4 separate regions of the Mus musculus genome follow, and all the other regions are linked to region 2. Evidence: chromatin contacts called from public HiChIP or PLAC-seq and promoter capture Hi-C data. All regions are on one chromosome and are shown on one strand. Each heading gives the region's core, a stretch centred on a gene start, on an enhancer-like site or on the middle of the called end of the contact. The rest is flanking DNA. Distances are from core to core; before and after follow the strand shown. Region 1 overlaps Tlk1 (tousled-like kinase 1). Region 2 holds the start of Dcaf17 (DDB1 and CUL4 associated factor 17). Region 3 overlaps Gorasp2 (golgi reassembly stacking protein 2). Region 4 overlaps Gm38528 (a long non-coding RNA gene).

What was found. Promoter capture Hi-C pulls out the DNA fragments that hold promoters and counts their contacts. HiChIP or PLAC-seq counts read pairs in DNA pulled down with a chosen protein or histone mark.
Region 1: a promoter capture Hi-C map of embryonic stem cells shows a contact between it and region 2, with 3 times the contacts expected there. The contact joins the enhancer-like site here to the promoter of Dcaf17 in region 2. A contact is called at or near these places in 21 of 39 promoter capture datasets (the 3T3-L1 cell line, the HPC-7 cell line, HPC-7-derived erythroid cells and 14 more), 5 of 15 datasets of contacts at CTCF or cohesin (CD8 T cells, the NIH/3T3 cell line, large pre-B cells and 2 more), 104 of 484 Hi-C or Micro-C datasets (the AML12 cell line, B cells, the C2C12 cell line and 63 more), 39 of 115 datasets of contacts at active chromatin or transcription factors (the 230-238 cell line, CD8 T cells, DN3 thymocytes and 27 more) and 5 of 9 other capture datasets (adipose tissue, embryonic stem cells, liver and 2 more).
Region 3: an H3K27ac HiChIP or PLAC-seq map of embryonic stem cells shows a contact between it and region 2, with 9 times the contacts expected there. The contact joins the enhancer-like site here to the promoter of Dcaf17 in region 2. A contact is called at or near these places in 7 of 39 promoter capture datasets (the HPC-7 cell line, cranial neural crest, frontonasal cranial neural crest and 4 more), 1 of 15 datasets of contacts at CTCF or cohesin (the NIH/3T3 cell line), 7 of 484 Hi-C or Micro-C datasets (bone marrow-derived macrophages, cochlea, embryonic stem cells and 2 more), 25 of 115 datasets of contacts at active chromatin or transcription factors (the 230-238 cell line, acute myeloid leukemia, bone marrow-derived macrophages and 15 more) and 4 of 9 other capture datasets (adipose tissue, embryonic stem cells, liver and 1 more).
Region 4: a contact with region 2 is called in a promoter capture Hi-C map of embryonic stem cells, with 6 times the contacts expected there. The contact joins the enhancer-like site here to the promoter of Dcaf17 in region 2. A contact is called at or near these places in 29 of 39 promoter capture datasets (the 3T3-L1 cell line, 3T3-L1-derived adipocytes, the HPC-7 cell line and 18 more), 8 of 15 datasets of contacts at CTCF or cohesin (the NIH/3T3 cell line, embryonic stem cells, hippocampal excitatory neurons and 3 more), 151 of 484 Hi-C or Micro-C datasets (the 3T3-L1 cell line, 3T3-L1-derived adipocytes, the 63-12 cell line and 71 more), 50 of 115 datasets of contacts at active chromatin or transcription factors (the 230-238 cell line, SST interneurons, T-cell acute lymphoblastic leukemia and 31 more) and 5 of 9 other capture datasets (adipose tissue, embryonic stem cells, liver and 2 more).

What each region holds. Positions count from the first base shown.
Region 1 is chr2:70,777,782-70,781,331 of GRCm38.p6, reverse strand. The region is part of intron 2 of Tlk1 (tousled-like kinase 1); the gene reads left to right. Among named protein-coding and RNA genes, the nearest start is that of Tlk1, 46 kb to the left of the region's middle. Within about 2 kb of position 1,506, at least 48 of the 459 cell types and tissues checked have an H3K27ac peak or open chromatin away from gene starts, as enhancers often do. A contact at or near this core is called in CD8 T cells, DN3 thymocytes, centrocytes and 9 more, where this site is marked.
Region 2 is chr2:71,053,907-71,057,546 of GRCm38.p6, reverse strand. It overlaps Dcaf17 (DDB1 and CUL4 associated factor 17), which reads right to left and starts at 1,803. Exons shown (of 14, transcript NM_001165980.1): 1 at 1,428-1,803; 2 at 949-1,052. The coding sequence starts at 1,553. It overlaps Mettl8 (methyltransferase like 8), which reads left to right and starts at 1,941. Exons shown (of 10, transcript NM_145524.3): 1 at 1,941-2,176.
Region 3 is chr2:70,688,620-70,691,976 of GRCm38.p6, reverse strand. Gorasp2 (golgi reassembly stacking protein 2) reads right to left here. Exons shown (of 10, transcript NM_027352.4): 9 at 2,675-2,794; 10 at 252-1,319. The coding sequence ends at 994. Among named protein-coding and RNA genes, the nearest start is that of Gm38528, 14 kb to the left of the region's middle. Within about 2 kb of position 1,611, at least 41 of the 459 cell types and tissues checked have an H3K27ac peak or open chromatin away from gene starts, as enhancers often do. A contact at or near this core is called in embryonic stem cells, epiblast stem cells, pancreatic islet and 1 more, where this site is marked.
Region 4 is chr2:70,707,895-70,711,650 of GRCm38.p6, reverse strand. It overlaps Gm38528 (a long non-coding RNA gene), which reads right to left. Exons shown (of 4, transcript XR_866403.3): 2 at 1,849-1,908; 3 at 528-611. Among named protein-coding and RNA genes, the nearest start is that of Gm38528, 5.4 kb to the right of the region's middle. Within about 2 kb of position 2,435, at least 19 of the 459 cell types and tissues checked have an H3K27ac peak or open chromatin away from gene starts, as enhancers often do. A contact at or near this core is called in embryonic stem cells, expanded potential stem cells and trophoblast stem cells, where this site is marked.

The sequences.
Region 1 (3,550 bases), core at 257-2,756, 280 kb after region 2:
GAGGATGGGAACCAAAGCCCAGTCCATTTTACAATTTTGTCTAGAACTAGTATTAGTCGAACTACCTGTTAGATGCTAAGATGAACAAGTCAACTTGTCTAAATTCATGATTTCGTTATCTTTTGTCCACTCCAGATTTTTTGCCAAACCATTTTGAAGTGATTTACATTTTATACTAGTTACTGGACTTTATTTGAAAAAAAAAGAGGCGAGTTTGCTGTTTATGGAAGGGAAAAGATTTTGTAGCTCGTGGGACAATTCACTGAATGGTTCTGAGGCTGAGAAAATGAGACTTGGACAAGGCAGGGCAACTTTGGCCAACAGAACTGTTTCCCTTCTGATTGTGGTGGTCTTAAGGGAAGCCAGCCCATGAAGCAACACCTTTCTCCTCCACCCCATGCTTATGTCTCTCTGAGAGCCTAAGCTCTCCATCTGTGGATCACCCCATGGTAAACCTCTGTCTCCAAAAATATTCACATTTGTGGGCCTGTGTACCAAAGGCTTTCCAAGGAGATCTCTGGCCCGGCCAGAGCAGCCCTGCACTGAGTCGGTTTGGGTTGGGCTGACAAGAGGCTGACTAGCCAGTGAGGAGTGTGGCGGAGCTTCAGGCAGAGCTTCGGGAGAGCAGACCTCTTCCTAAGTGTTACAGCTCTTAGGACAGAAGGCTTGGATGACCAAGTAGTTCTCTCATGCCTTTAATCCTTCCGGATAGGATTCTTATATACAGTTTTGGGGTGGGTAAGGGTCTGTCTGGCAGCAGGTACTTCTCATTGGTTTTGTCTGAGAGCTTTGGGGAAACCTTATTTGCATGTGGGAGGGCTCGGTGCGGCTCCTACATGACTGATGGCCACATACCTCTCTGTGGGGGGCTGGGGAGGCTGTAGCTACCTACTGATAGGAGCCAGGGACCCAGGAGGCATGGCAGAACACCTGCTGTCCCATGCAGGTGGAAATCACCCCCCACTGGGTCACTGGGGTTCCAGACTTTTGCTAGACTGGGGACCAGGTTGTCTGTGCACAGCCCACCACCCCACACACATTATGATCCATAACAGTAGCAAGATTACAGTTATGGAATCATGAAAATAATGTTATGATTGGGGGTGACCACAGCATGAGGAGCAGTGGTAAAGGGTCTGAGCATTAGGAAAGGTTGAGGCTGACTGTTTCTAGGGAAAGAGCTGATTGGCTTCGTTGCTGATTGCTTTTGGTTGTGTTTTCTCTTGTGTTTTTAGCTATAGGCATGGGTCAGGAGTGTGTATGAGAAGGCTCTTTACAGTGTCTGTAGTACACCAAAAATGTAAGGCAGCACAAAACAAATAACCTGATGCTTGCCTACTCAAAGTCCCAGTGGAGGTTGAGTACCTAAGATAGGAAGGGTTAATTGTGTTTGATATCATAAGACTTAAGTTTTGAATTAAAAATTTGAGACAGTGCTTTTTAGGGAGTCAATTTATATTAGATTAGCATGGTTAGATGGGGGCATCTATTGGTGAAGTACAGTACTGCATTCAGTTCTTCACCTCTGCCCCTGAGTTTTCATAGGGTCTGTGTAGCTGCATTTGGAGAACTTCTTACAGGGCCAAGTAGTTAATGTCATATGAATTCTGCCACAGTGCTTTACTTCATTCTGACATGGCACTCAAATAGCCATAGACCAACTGTCATTCAGTGTGTAGTTGGTTACATTCCAGCGAAACTTTGTTAAAATAGGTGATGGGTTAGAGTTTGATGTTCCCTTGTCTCCTGCAGATATTCCCAATAGGATTTTATGGGATAGAATGGCCTTTAATATTTTATGGTCTGATTTATGCTTATTAGCTACATAAGGACTCCTAACAAGTAATTTTCTATTTGTTTAATCTTAAGTGTGAGTGTGTGCATACTTGTGCTATGTGGCATGCCTGTGGGAAAGCCAGAGGATAACTTTGGGAGTTGATCTCTCTTTCTTATTTATTTATTCATTTATTTATTTATTTATTTATTATATGTAAGTACACTGTAGCTGCCTTCAGACACTCCAGAAGAGGGTGCCAGATCTTGCTACGGATGGTTGTGAGCCACCATGTGGTTGCTGGGAATTGAACTCAGGACCTTCAGAAGAGCAGTCAGTGCTCTTAACCGCTGAGCCATCTCTCCAGCCCCTTGATCTCTCTTTCTATCCAAGAAGACATAAAATGTGGAGGCATTTAAATGAAGAAGCAAATTCTTAAAATTTAGTTTTAGTAGTTTCGGCTTAAAAAATTGTACCTGCTAGTTATGATTCCTCAGAGATTATCAGTGAAAGCTTTACAGAATTACACATCAGTAGCTGTCATGGAAATGCAAATCAGAACTGTGATGGGATATTATCTTACCCTCATCAGAATGGCTATTCCAAAATAGCAGAAATAACATGCAGGCCATGATGGGAACAAAAAGAAAGTCTTAGTCACTGCCTGTGGGAATGCAAATTAGGGTGGCCATTATGTAAATCAGAGGAGATTCTTCAGAAAAACTAAGTCTATAGGATGAAATAGCTGTCTTGCTTCTAGAATATACCCAAGGGAAATGAAGTCAGTATATCAGAGATAAAAAAAAATACAAAGAAGTACTTTTCAATGATAAATGTGAAATCTCAGGGCTGGAGAGATTGCTCAGTGGTTAAGAACCCTAGCTACTCCACCAGAGGACCCAGGTTCAGTTCCTAGCACTTGGGCATGGCAGTTCACAATCTTGTATAACTCTAGTTCAAGAAGATCTGACACCATCTTCTGGTTCCCTTGAGGACTGCACACTTGGTACAAAACAAAGATATGCACTCACCACTCATCCACTTAAAATGAAAATAAATCTTAAAAAAAAAAGAGGACTGTTGATGGCTCAGTGGTTAAGAGAACTAGCTGCTTTTCCAGAGGACCTGGGTTGGATTCCCAGTACCCAAATGGTGGCTCACAGCTGCCTGTAACTCTAGTGTCAGAGAAACTGATGTTTTCTTCTGAACATTTTGGTGCACATACAATAAGCTGGCAGGCGCCATTTTAAAAGATAAAAACATTTGCCATTTGTGTCAAAACTGGCAGAACTAGAGGACACTGTTGGGTGAAATAAGCCAGGTGCAGAAGAACAAGTATTACACGCTCTGTGTTTTGTGGAAAGAACTACTTAGATATCTCAAGGTAAGATACTAAAGTAAGGGGAGAGGGAAGAGTAAAGGATGGACTGGGAAGGACTTGCAGCCATCTGTTCTGTGCTTTGTATGGAACTATGAGAAAGGAGCTGGAACAGGTGATCAGAGCTGGAAGTGATAACTACCCTGATTTAACTGGCATGTATTGAGTTACAGCGTTGTACCCATAAATATGTTACTTTAAGTAAAAACAAAATATGTAAGTGTCTTAGTCAGGGTTTCTATTCCTGCACAAACATGACTAAGAAGCAAGTTGGGGAGGAAAGGATTTATTCACCTTACACTTCCACATTGCTGTTCATCACCAAAGGAAGTCAGGACTGGAACTCAACCAGGTCAGAAAGCAGGAGCTGATGCAGATGGAGGGATGTTCTTTATTGA
Region 2 (3,640 bases), core at 554-3,053:
TAGGTTGGGCGATTTGCCAAAGAACCAAAAAAAAAAAAAAAAAAAAAAGATACCTCCTGGAGTCAAGGCAAACCTCAAAAATCACTAGTCTCTCTGACTTCCAGTTTCTGATCCCACAAGAAAAGAACTTAGGCGTTATTAATCACTTCTGAGATAGTTCCAGCTGGTGCCCTGCAAGCATGAGGACCGGAATTTAGATCCCCAATACTCATGGTTTTCCTAGAGTTGTGGAGGTGGAGACAGGCAAATTCATAGCACTTGCTGACCAGGCTGTCTACAGGTATTCTAGCTTCCCAGTCCAGTGAAAGGAGAACCTATCTCAACAAGGTGATTTGCTCCGGAGGAACAACACCACTGAAGCTTGGCACACAGAAAAATGCCCATAATTCTTACAGATGCAAAGTGAAAGATAAAGAGCGGCAATTCCATAATCCCTTAATCCAGGTGACGGGCATGGAAGCATCAATTCACTGTGTCGTTCTCTTCAGTCTGACCTTGAATGGATGGAGGCTGGCTGTTAAATACTATTTATCTACAAATACTATACTTTTGTTTGAACATTTTTTTTCTCTTGGGAAAAAAAAAAAAGTACTTCTAAAACAAAATGCCTGTCTCCTAAGCAGCATCTAATTATTTCACAACCCATTTTCTGGACTCTGATCTTTAAATGGGTATAAAACAGCAAACTGTGCTGAGAAACGTATTATTTTGCCTGTGCTATAATTTTGTGTGAAATAAAAGTATTTACAAAGATGAAGTCCGAAACTTTAGACTTAACGAGTTTTTAAGATCACATGCATTTTCCACCTAGTTTTATTATGGACTCATTTTTTTTTTTTTTTTCATCTTCCAATTTCACTAAGTACTAAAGAAGCCACGTGGTTCTATAAAAACTAGGGTCAGGTGGATTATAGCAAAAAAAAAAAAAAATCATCACCAAGAATTTACCTGCTGACACAGCACCGGTAATTGTCAAAATATATTCTTCCTCTCTCATAGGCTATAGGTGACTTGGAATGAGTTGTCCAAACATTCTTAAATTTAGTACTCTCCTGAAAGACACAAAGAATTTCAGTTTAGGAAAGAACTCAGTCCCCTGCTATGGAACCATTTTCGGTGGGTAGTTGAAATCTACAGTTTTAAAGTACATTGTTTCTCCTTTTTTTTTTTTTTTTTTCTCCCTCTGCCCATAGATGTCGGTTTAGTTGGATGCCCAAGTTTTGAATCGATTGTTTGCAGGAAGGCAAAAGAAGCTTTTTAAAAACTACGCCAGGCGGCGGACCTGAGTACCTATTTTCTAATACCCTAATTGCGGGACACGGATGCCCCTCCCCACGTAAGACCCTCAAAGGGGTATCAGAGCGCGTAAAAAACTGCAGCCCGGCAGGAGGTTGGACCCCGGGCACCCCGACTTCGGCGGGCGTCACCTGGCACACCAGCGCCCGCAGGATGCCCAGGTTCGTCCTCTGCACCACGCCTGCGTCGCGTGCATAGAAGCCCAGAGCCCGGCGACTCAGCCTGCGGCACACATTGGCCTTCCGGGTCCGGCCCATGGAGACTAGGGGTCCGCAGGGCCCAGGAGGGGCGCGCCCCTCACTTCCGCGAGGGGTGGCAGCCGCCACCTGCGAACCTCAAAGGAAGGCTGACGCGGGACCCCGCGCTGGGGACTCGGGGCAGAGATCAAGAGGTAGCGACACACGGATTTGACGCAAAGGAACAGAATCAACGGCGCCTTCCTGGCCCTTCTTTCTGCTCTCGGGATTAACGCTGCACCTCGCGGCCCTCCGTATCCACTCCCTCTCCCGGAAATGTAGTCCCCTTGGCCTTTTCCGCCCCTATGGCTTCTTTTTCAGAACTACAATTCCCGTCAGGCAGAGCGAGGGCTGGCCTGGCCCCGCCCCACCCCTCCCTGCCCCTAGCCCGCCTCTCCTGGCCCTAATAGGCTGCGCCGTAGGGCTGCGCAGTGGGTCGGGTAGCCTTCCGGGCTGCACGCGGTAAACCTGGATAGCTTTGGTGGGTGCTGTGCAGCCACCTGGTGGTGTCGCTTCACCTGTGTGTCCCAGGAAGCAGTCCCTTTCTGCCCTGGTCGTGGGACGACTGCCAACCCCTCCTTTGGCCCTGCAAGGCTCTGGCCACGCGTCCAGAGGGGCGTTGTGGCCAGTGGGACCCTCCAAAGGTACGCCCCGTGGCTTTCCCTCAGCCGCACTTGGGACGTTGTGGATGAGGTTGACTTCAACATTTAGTTGTGTAACCACTATGCTTTTGTATGGTAATTAGTGGTGAAAGTTGCTGTTTTTCCCATCAAAGTAGGATTGAATTTCTCCTTCCCAAAGGCTCGTCCTTGTGTGGCCAGCGGGGACCCTGACTGGTTTTGTGGTAATTGCTGTGTTTTCTTCCTCCTTCCATTTTTCCCCCTTATAGGGAATAAAATATGAAATGTTTGCATTCTTATTGAACTGCCTAAGATAATCCAGGTTGACTTCTCTAAGTAAAAAATAACATTCTCTGTGAACTAGCTCAGCCTGCGTGTTCAAAATTACTAACATACTAAAAATTTCCGTAACTGTATACCAAATGCGACCCGTAACCTCATTGTAAACCCCTTTAGTGTGGTGTCTGCATCTCCCACATAGACTTAATAGACTTGGCATGCCACTCCGTGATCTTAAGTGCTTAAAGAAAAAGTCAGTAAGCACACCAGCTTTCTGATCGACAGAAGTACAGTACAGGATGGATGTGCTGGATCAAACGTTAGCCGTTTCATTTTGTTGTTTTAAATGGAAAACTCTTATACCCTTGATGCATTTCCTTCGGGGTCTGGCTTTTTTGTTTGTTTGTTTGGTTGTTTTGTTGGAGGTTTTTTTTTTCCCCCCCTGATATTTCATGACCTGCTTATAGCATACGGTGGAGTGAGTGCTTTGTATATTTTTAGAAAGCTCCACAATAGTTAATTTGGTCATTCATGAATGCAGCTGTCACTGAAATGCTGGAACCCAGAAAAATATAGCTGGATTTTCTTTGGCTGAAGCGAAATGCAAATCATTGCTGAATTGCACTCATCATTTCCTTTTTGTCTTTCTTGTCGCAGCTCTTGTCTTTCTGTGCTCTCCCACCATGGCTGAGCTTTGGTTTCTGTGCTTGTTTTTCACATGACTTCTAAGATGCCACTATGCTCCACTATTACCACAAAAACAGTAGCAAGTAGTGGGCATATTGTGATCATACCTTCCGCGCATTCACTTTAACATATTAAGTCCCAACAACTGGATGCAGACCACCCATTCAGACATGAGGGCCATGCCCCTCACTTGCTGCTCTACTGTAATGGCGCTGTCTTTCTTGGTTTGGACCAAAGTCCCCCCAGTTTCTCCCAGGTCTGAATGCTTAACCTCTGGAAACTCTGTGCGCTTGAGAAGACTGTTTACTTGCTTCTCCTTCACGTCCACTCTTACCAGGGTGGTACTTCAAGGCCAGTTGCCTCTCAGTGTTTTTCAGGTTTTTCCACGAGGCATCAAGCTTGGCCCCTAAATCATCATAGTAAGTGGTTTCTTTCCTCACAGTCGACAGCCAGTGAGCTGGCTGAGGGACTGCACAATATTCACGGCTTGGGCAGTCCCCATTCTTACCCGGCCTTCTGAAT
Region 3 (3,357 bases), core at 362-2,861, 370 kb after region 2:
GGTTTCTGGCAGAGTCAGCAATGGCCACCACTGCGGTGTGGGTATCTTTATGCTAGTACCAGGTCAACAGTCAACAAACTGCTTCCACCTTACTTCCAAAGGGGGCTGTCAGATGCTTTTCCGTCACCCAGGACATCAGTCCCACTCGATGGAGCATCGCTTGGAAACTTAGAAAAGCACACCCACCACAGGCTGACCTGAGAGATGTGAGGCACACATGAAGTACACGCTCGCCACTTAGAACACAAGGAGACCGTAAAGCGACTGGAGTTTATTGCCGCGATACCGTTAAGTAGCTACAGAGCGCAGCTCCTCTCTTTCTCTTTAAATGCCATCTTACCACAGGCATCTAAAGCAACAGCAGCAGCTACAAAATGGTGTCTGAATAATTCTGAGTTCAAAACAAGATCTGTGTACAGGCAGAATAAAAAGATGTTCAATTAATAGTGTGCCATGGACCGGAACAAAACATCTGCAACTGGGAGTTTTGTGTAAACCGTAATAGAGATGCGACTCACAGAGACCAACAGTAAATTCTTGTTTCCTTGTACAGTTTAGTGAGGTGGTCTGTGTTCTTGCAAACGACTTACAAAGTACAAGAAATGTTGCATGTGGGCACTAGGCATAAAATATTTCATTTCCTTACACAAGGCATAGCAGTGGTACAGGGAACCCAGTGGGTACCCCGCCATCTCTCTTCCAAAGATGAACCTCCCAGAACGGCAGTAGATGCCTGGCAGCAAGCCACCCATGACAACTTTTTTTGGTTGTTTAAAATACAAGCACATTCTCAGATTGCCCTCCTCGGCTGTAACCCCCCGACGTGGTGGGAGGCAAGCCCTCAGCCTCTTGCGTAGTTTCCCCTTAGAATTATGTACAGGACACCTACAGATACGGTACACACTAGTATGAAATCAATGGTAGTTTGCGATTCCAGACCTGACCCCGTGGTTAACTAAACAGACCACGTCGGTTCTGAACATTGGTTCCCAGTTAAGAAGGCTCTGAAGCATCTGCATCAGACACAGGCTTCTCGACGGCCGGGGTGCAGTCGCTGACTCTGTCCTCAACAGTGGTGGGGACCTTGGAAGCAGGAGACGTCACATCCACAGTGAGGGAAGAGGCGTCTGCCTTTGCAGTAGTCATGACAGGGTCAGAAGGTGGGCCCATGGCAGGAAGGGAAGACAGCGGCTCCCCTGCGCTGGCTGCAGAAGAGCCCTCTGGAACCAAAGGGAATGACGGGAGGAAGTCGGACAGCATGGGGAGAGGTGCAATGCCAGGTAAGTTTCGGGGAGGCAAGGAGGGAAGAGGTGGCAAACCTAGGATAGAAACAGCAGAGGTCACATATTCTCCCAGCAACCAGAGCACGGCCATCAAGCTCCTCTACCTGCCCCTGAGAGCCTGCAGCCGAAGCAGAGCTCTTTGCTCACTGCCACCTTTGCTGACCTCTAACTGGAGGCTGGGGCCAAAAGCTTTCCAGGCCCAAGCTCCGTGTACTCAGCCCTGCACTCAGGAGTCTGCCGATGCGACAACAGCTCCCTCCAGAGCCATGGGAAGCAGTGCTCCCTGGCGTTCAAGGGCGCTGGCTGGATGTGAGCTAGGAGGATCCTGCCCAGGCAAGGCGCCTCTTGTCAGCTAAGAGGAGGAGCTGTGGAGGAGCAGCAGCACTGCCTCAAGGGAGCCGCCCTGCACCTGGGGAGGCCCCGCACTGCCTGTGCTGCTCTTGGTGCGTTATTCTGGAGATCTTCAGAGAGGAAAGAGCAAAGGGAAGGCGGATTGTACGGGGTATGTCCAGGACACCACTGGCTGGAGAAGCTGTCCTGTCCTTAGAGGCTTGCTGCATTTAAAGACAGAGGGACCAAGAATATGGGCCCCAGGGAAAAGAAGCAGGGAGTGTGGTCGGTGCAGCTGGGGCTTTCTAGGTCCCTTGTTCTTCAGCCCTGGCACTGAAGATGTAAAAAATGCAAACCTGTCAGAAGTGTGACAATGACAACCACTATTCAGTATGGAGTGATCACTGCAGTGTCATGATGGGCAGTCACAGGGAGCGTCAGCAGGAGCAGGCTTGGGGACTGCTGCTCCCTTTTCACCTGGGCATATGACCTGAGAGCCACCTGCTGGCAGCTGGTGCTCTGGGTTACTATTATAAAACCATCTGTCAACCCCCAGAACACTTAGCTGGCCCGAGTGCAGAGCTGTGGTCCTAGCACTTGAGAGGCTGAGGCAGGAAGTTAATCCAGGCCAGCTACAGTGAGACTCCGCCTGCCCCTCCAATCTCAGAAAAACAAAAATACCAGGCCTGGACTGCACAGAGCAGTCACCAGCATTTCCTGTGGGTAGCATCCTTAAACAGGAAGTGAAGAGAGGGGACTCAAGCATCTTTATTAGGTGACTGTACCACACTGTCAAATTCAGTGCACAGTGCAACTCCACTGATCCTATGGTAGCCTGCCTGGGGCCAAACCTACCAGGGTGTAGAGAAAGGGAGGGAGGCAGAAGGCCGGGTCATGGACTTCTTTCTTCTTCTCCATATAAAAGATGGATACTGATTAGAAGTAGCTGAAATGTGTTTAGCTGAGATGCTCTTTCTGGAAAAGACTGAACGGGAGGCCTCGCTTTCCTGAATCCATGTTTTTATTAGCAATGTCTTAGGAGGGTAAGGCATGCAACATACCCGGGCTCCCGAGCTCTGGCAAACCGACCCCTGGCATGATGTGCGGAGCAGGGAGGTTGAAGTTGGAGAGGCTGGGGAGGTTGGGGAGGCTAGGCAGCCCTGCTGACAAAGGCATCAGACCTGAGCAGAGGGCGAGAAAGAACACAAGGTAAGTCGTTCCCCTGGGAAGGAGACAGGTCATCACACGCTGACAAAAGGATCTCTTCAGAATTCCGACACCAGGGTTCACTGATGAGCGACAACTGAGTCTCACAGAACGCGCTCTGCCTCGTCTGAGGGATCAGGCTGTGAAAGCAGCAAATGCTACACAAGCAACACACGCTCCCACGGCCCTGGACCAGAGAGAAGGCGCCTACCTACACACTAACAGCTCACCGTGCTGCCCATCGTTCTGTGTGAGCACATGCGCAGTTCATGGCTGACTACATCTGCACACTGACAACTGTAGCCCTGTAATGGGAGGCCCTGACAACGCACATACTCATTACTCAAGTAACATCTCACGGATATCAGCTAGACAACAGGACTTAGTCTGCACTGGAAATACCGAGAATCCACACAATTTAACACGGGAGCATCTCAATGCACAAATAACTACGGCGCCGCCTTAGCCGGGCGGCCACAGAAGAGCCTCCAGCAAGTCCTACACACACATGCGTGGGAAGGTGAGATGTTGGGGAGTC
Region 4 (3,756 bases), core at 1,186-3,685, 350 kb after region 2:
AATTGAATTTTTGGATTTTGGCTCATTCTGTAGTGGTTTTTGAGTGTGTATAGCTTGTCCATTTGTATCTGAATTGGCTTTCCCACCCAAAATGCATCTCCACTTATCTTACCTCCTCCCCCCACCCCCATTAATTACTTTATCTAGAGTCTGGTTATGTAGTCCAAGCTGGCCTCAAAGTTGATAGCAATCCTCCTGCCTCAGCCTCCAGAATGCTGGAATTATGTGTGGGCTACTTCACTCAGTGTAGTGGTTTGAATAGGTTTGGTCCCCATAGATTAGTGTGTTTAAGTGGTTGGCCCATAGGAAATGGCACTACTAAGAGGTATGACCTTGTTAGAGTAGATGTGGCCTTGTTGAAGGAAGTGTGTCACTCTGGAGGTGGGCTTAGAGGTCATATATATGCCTAATCTCCTCCCAGTGTGGAACAGTCTCCATTTGGGTGCCTTCGGATCAAGATGTGGAACACTCTCATCTGTTTCTCCAGTACCATGTCTACCTGCATGCTGCCATGATAACGGACTAACCTTCTGAAACTGTAAGCCAGCCTCAGCCAGATGTTTTTCTTTATGAGTCACCTTGTTCATGGTTCTCTTCACAGCAGTATAACCCTAAGAACACAAGAGCAAAGATAGCAGAGCTGTCGAGGGGGTTGGGGTTCGGAAGCCCCCTGAGTGTGTACAGTGCATGCCCACAGGGACTGCTTGTCAGTAGGCAGACCAACTTTACTCAGAGTGACTGAAGGTTTATAAAGTTTGGGGGACTGAGGGTAGGGACATCCAAGATGAGCAAAGGCCATTATTGGCTGAGGACTTTAAGGGACCTAGAATGCCTCATTAGCATGGGGAATCCTCTTGGTAGTCTTGGATGCAGGTTGAATGACTAGGTTTATCAGGAGAAAGGAAATCGATCCTGCAAACTAACCAAGGCTAAATGACATTCCTCGGTAGAGGCAAGTGTGGGGCTTAGAATACCCCAGACAAGGCCAGAGAGAAAACCTCTGCCTAGGAGCGGAGTCGCACATATGTGCCCAGCCCAGAGGCAATCTGGTCGCAGAAGACTCATTTAGAGCTTTCCCACACTAAGACACCCTGTAAAAAATTTTCAATAAGTAAGATTTGAGTGTATAAACCGAATTCAAGATTTATTTTTATAAAACCAAAGTCTCCAGTGACGAGCAGGGTGTGTGGCCCTGGCCTGAGCCCTCTTGGGCCTTGAGCTTGGATGTGAATCACCTGCGCAGGCCCACGCCTCCAGGCACAGAAACCTCACCACAGTTTTGGAAGCAGGATGGTAACAGCTGTTGTCTAGGTTCTCTGTCCCTAGGAAAGGATTCTGGAGGGGATACCCAGAGCTGGGCTAGAAGGACCCTGCTGTGGCCAGTGATGGCTATGCGCAGAGCTCTGCTGTGCTTTTCCGTTATCTTTCTGTGTCTCAGTCGTTTGAAGTAAGATGGGTGGATGGACGGACTGCTCTTCAATAGAGGAAGCTGACGTAACAGCCACATGCTCACTGATGCATCAGAAGAGGAGAGACGGGCCAGGCGGTGGTGGCGCACACCTTTAATCCCAGCACTCGGGAGGCAGATTTCTGAGTTCAAGGCCAGCCTGGTCTACAAAATGAATTCCAGGACAGCCAGGGCTACACACACACAGAGAGAGAGAGAGAGGAGAGAGAGAGAGAGAGAGAGAGAGAGAGAGAGAGAGAGAGAGAGAGGGAGGGAGGGAGGGAGGGAGGGAGGGAGGGAGGGAGGGAGGGAGGGAGGGAGGGAGGGAGAGAGAGAGAGAGAGAGAGAGAGAGAGAGAGAGAGAGAGAGAGAGAGAAGGAGCTGGGCATCATAACACATACCTGCAACCTCGGAATCAGGGATGTGTGGAGGAGAGAGAGAGCATTATAGCCTGGCTGGGCCTATAAAAAGGTAGACAGACAGACAGACCAATCTATCTATCTATCTTTGGAAGCCTGAAATGTCACTTTTCAGTGGTGACAAAAATCAAAGAGCAAGTGTGACTTTTTATATCATCATAAAAGAGCAAACCTAAAGAAAAGTGTTGGAACGCTGTCAGCACTCACTGTTGGTGCTGAGTCACTGGAGCGCACCCTTGTGACTAAGCTCATTTCAGGTAAGATGAAGGTGAGTGCAAACCAGTGCTGTCCTTGCTGTGTTCCCATGCCTTCTGCAGGCGGGCCACCCACCAGTAGGACCTGTGTGCCCTCCCCAGAGAGGCTTCCGGGGTGTTGATGCCTCCCCATGGAGGAGCCAGAAAGTAGCTCTGGGCTTCTCCCTGCCCACTGTTCTCTTCCTAAGGAGAGCCTTGGAACTGACTCAGTAGCTCACTCAAAAAAAGTTCTGGAAGTTTGGAAAAGCTTCAGTGCGTCTCTCCACGTCTAAGGACTGAAAAGCATGCGCACCCCTGCCCCCTCAGGCGTGCTTCCCGCCCCCTCACGCACACTTCCCGCCCCCTCACGCATGCCACCATGGGAGCACTCAGCACAGCCTGCCTTCCACACAGAATCCATTTCAGATTTTCATGTAAGCTTCAAGGCTCCTTGACTGTTGGGAAAGCCTTAGGCCAAACCATGACCCCACCATCTCATCTGAGTTAATTGCCTGCTGTATATGTGTTAATTCATCCACTTAGCAGGCGATACCAAGGTCTTCTGTAAGACAGGGTAGTCATCAAACTTAGACACTAAAGTTGCTGAAAAATGAATGTGGTGTTTAGCTGTGGTTTTAGGTGTTTCAATTTTTTAATTATCTTGTCTACTAATGACCAAATTCATACGTTCTTTTTAAAGATTCAGGAAAAGGATAATGTGGGGACGGGGTGGAGGAGGCTGGCGTCTCTGGCTTGGAAGTCAGCTGTGGCTTTGTCTTCCATATTAGTTTATTAGTGTGAGCATAGTCACTAACTTCTATGGGAGGCTTCCACATCTGTAAACTTTACTAACTGCCCCTGCCTAGCAGGAACCTAGCACAGGAACCCACACCTGAGTGAGGGTTAGAGACACCCCCCTCCAGGCCCCCCCAGCCAGCCATTGGGCGGCCCTAAGAAGAGATGGACGACTGGGCAGCAGCCAGCCCCTGGTTTTGATGTGCTTTTGAACCCATATCTGGGCATGACAGTCAGTATGAGGCCTGCCTGTGGCTCTCAAGAGTCCCTCAACTGCCTTAGCACATGGGGGTGGGGCACAGTTGGGTAGGTTGGATTCTGTCTCCCAGGTAAATGCTGCTCCCCACTTTGTGCTCTGTGGATCTGCAGCCACGGTGGACACTAACACTGGTGGCTGGCTTGTTAACATTTTTTTTCCCATGACAATTTTAACTCTCCAGTAGGAATGGGTTTTCCTTCAGTTTGTAAAGCTTTTTCAGAAGAATAGGTTATCTAGCAGACACAGTTTCAGCTCCGAAACATAGTTTCAAGTCTAAAAGAAACCTCTTTGAAGAGACCCTGCCCCCTCAGCATTATCAGAACACATTCATCAAGATTCGGAGTTCCCCAGGAGTGGCCATATTAGTTACGGAATCTAAAAAGCATGGGCAGGATTATCTTATGTGTGCATTAATCAATAGCGTGTTTACCTTACTTATCTTTGCTTCCCTCCAGCAATGCACATGGTTTTTGTTTTTTGGTGGGGTTTTGTCTTTTAGGAGAAAGAGCTATGTTAAAGTGTAATTTTATTTTGTTGGGTTTCTTTCCTTTTTAATTCTAAAAGAAGGTCTTGACCTTTAGTATTAAATGGGCTGATTTGTAA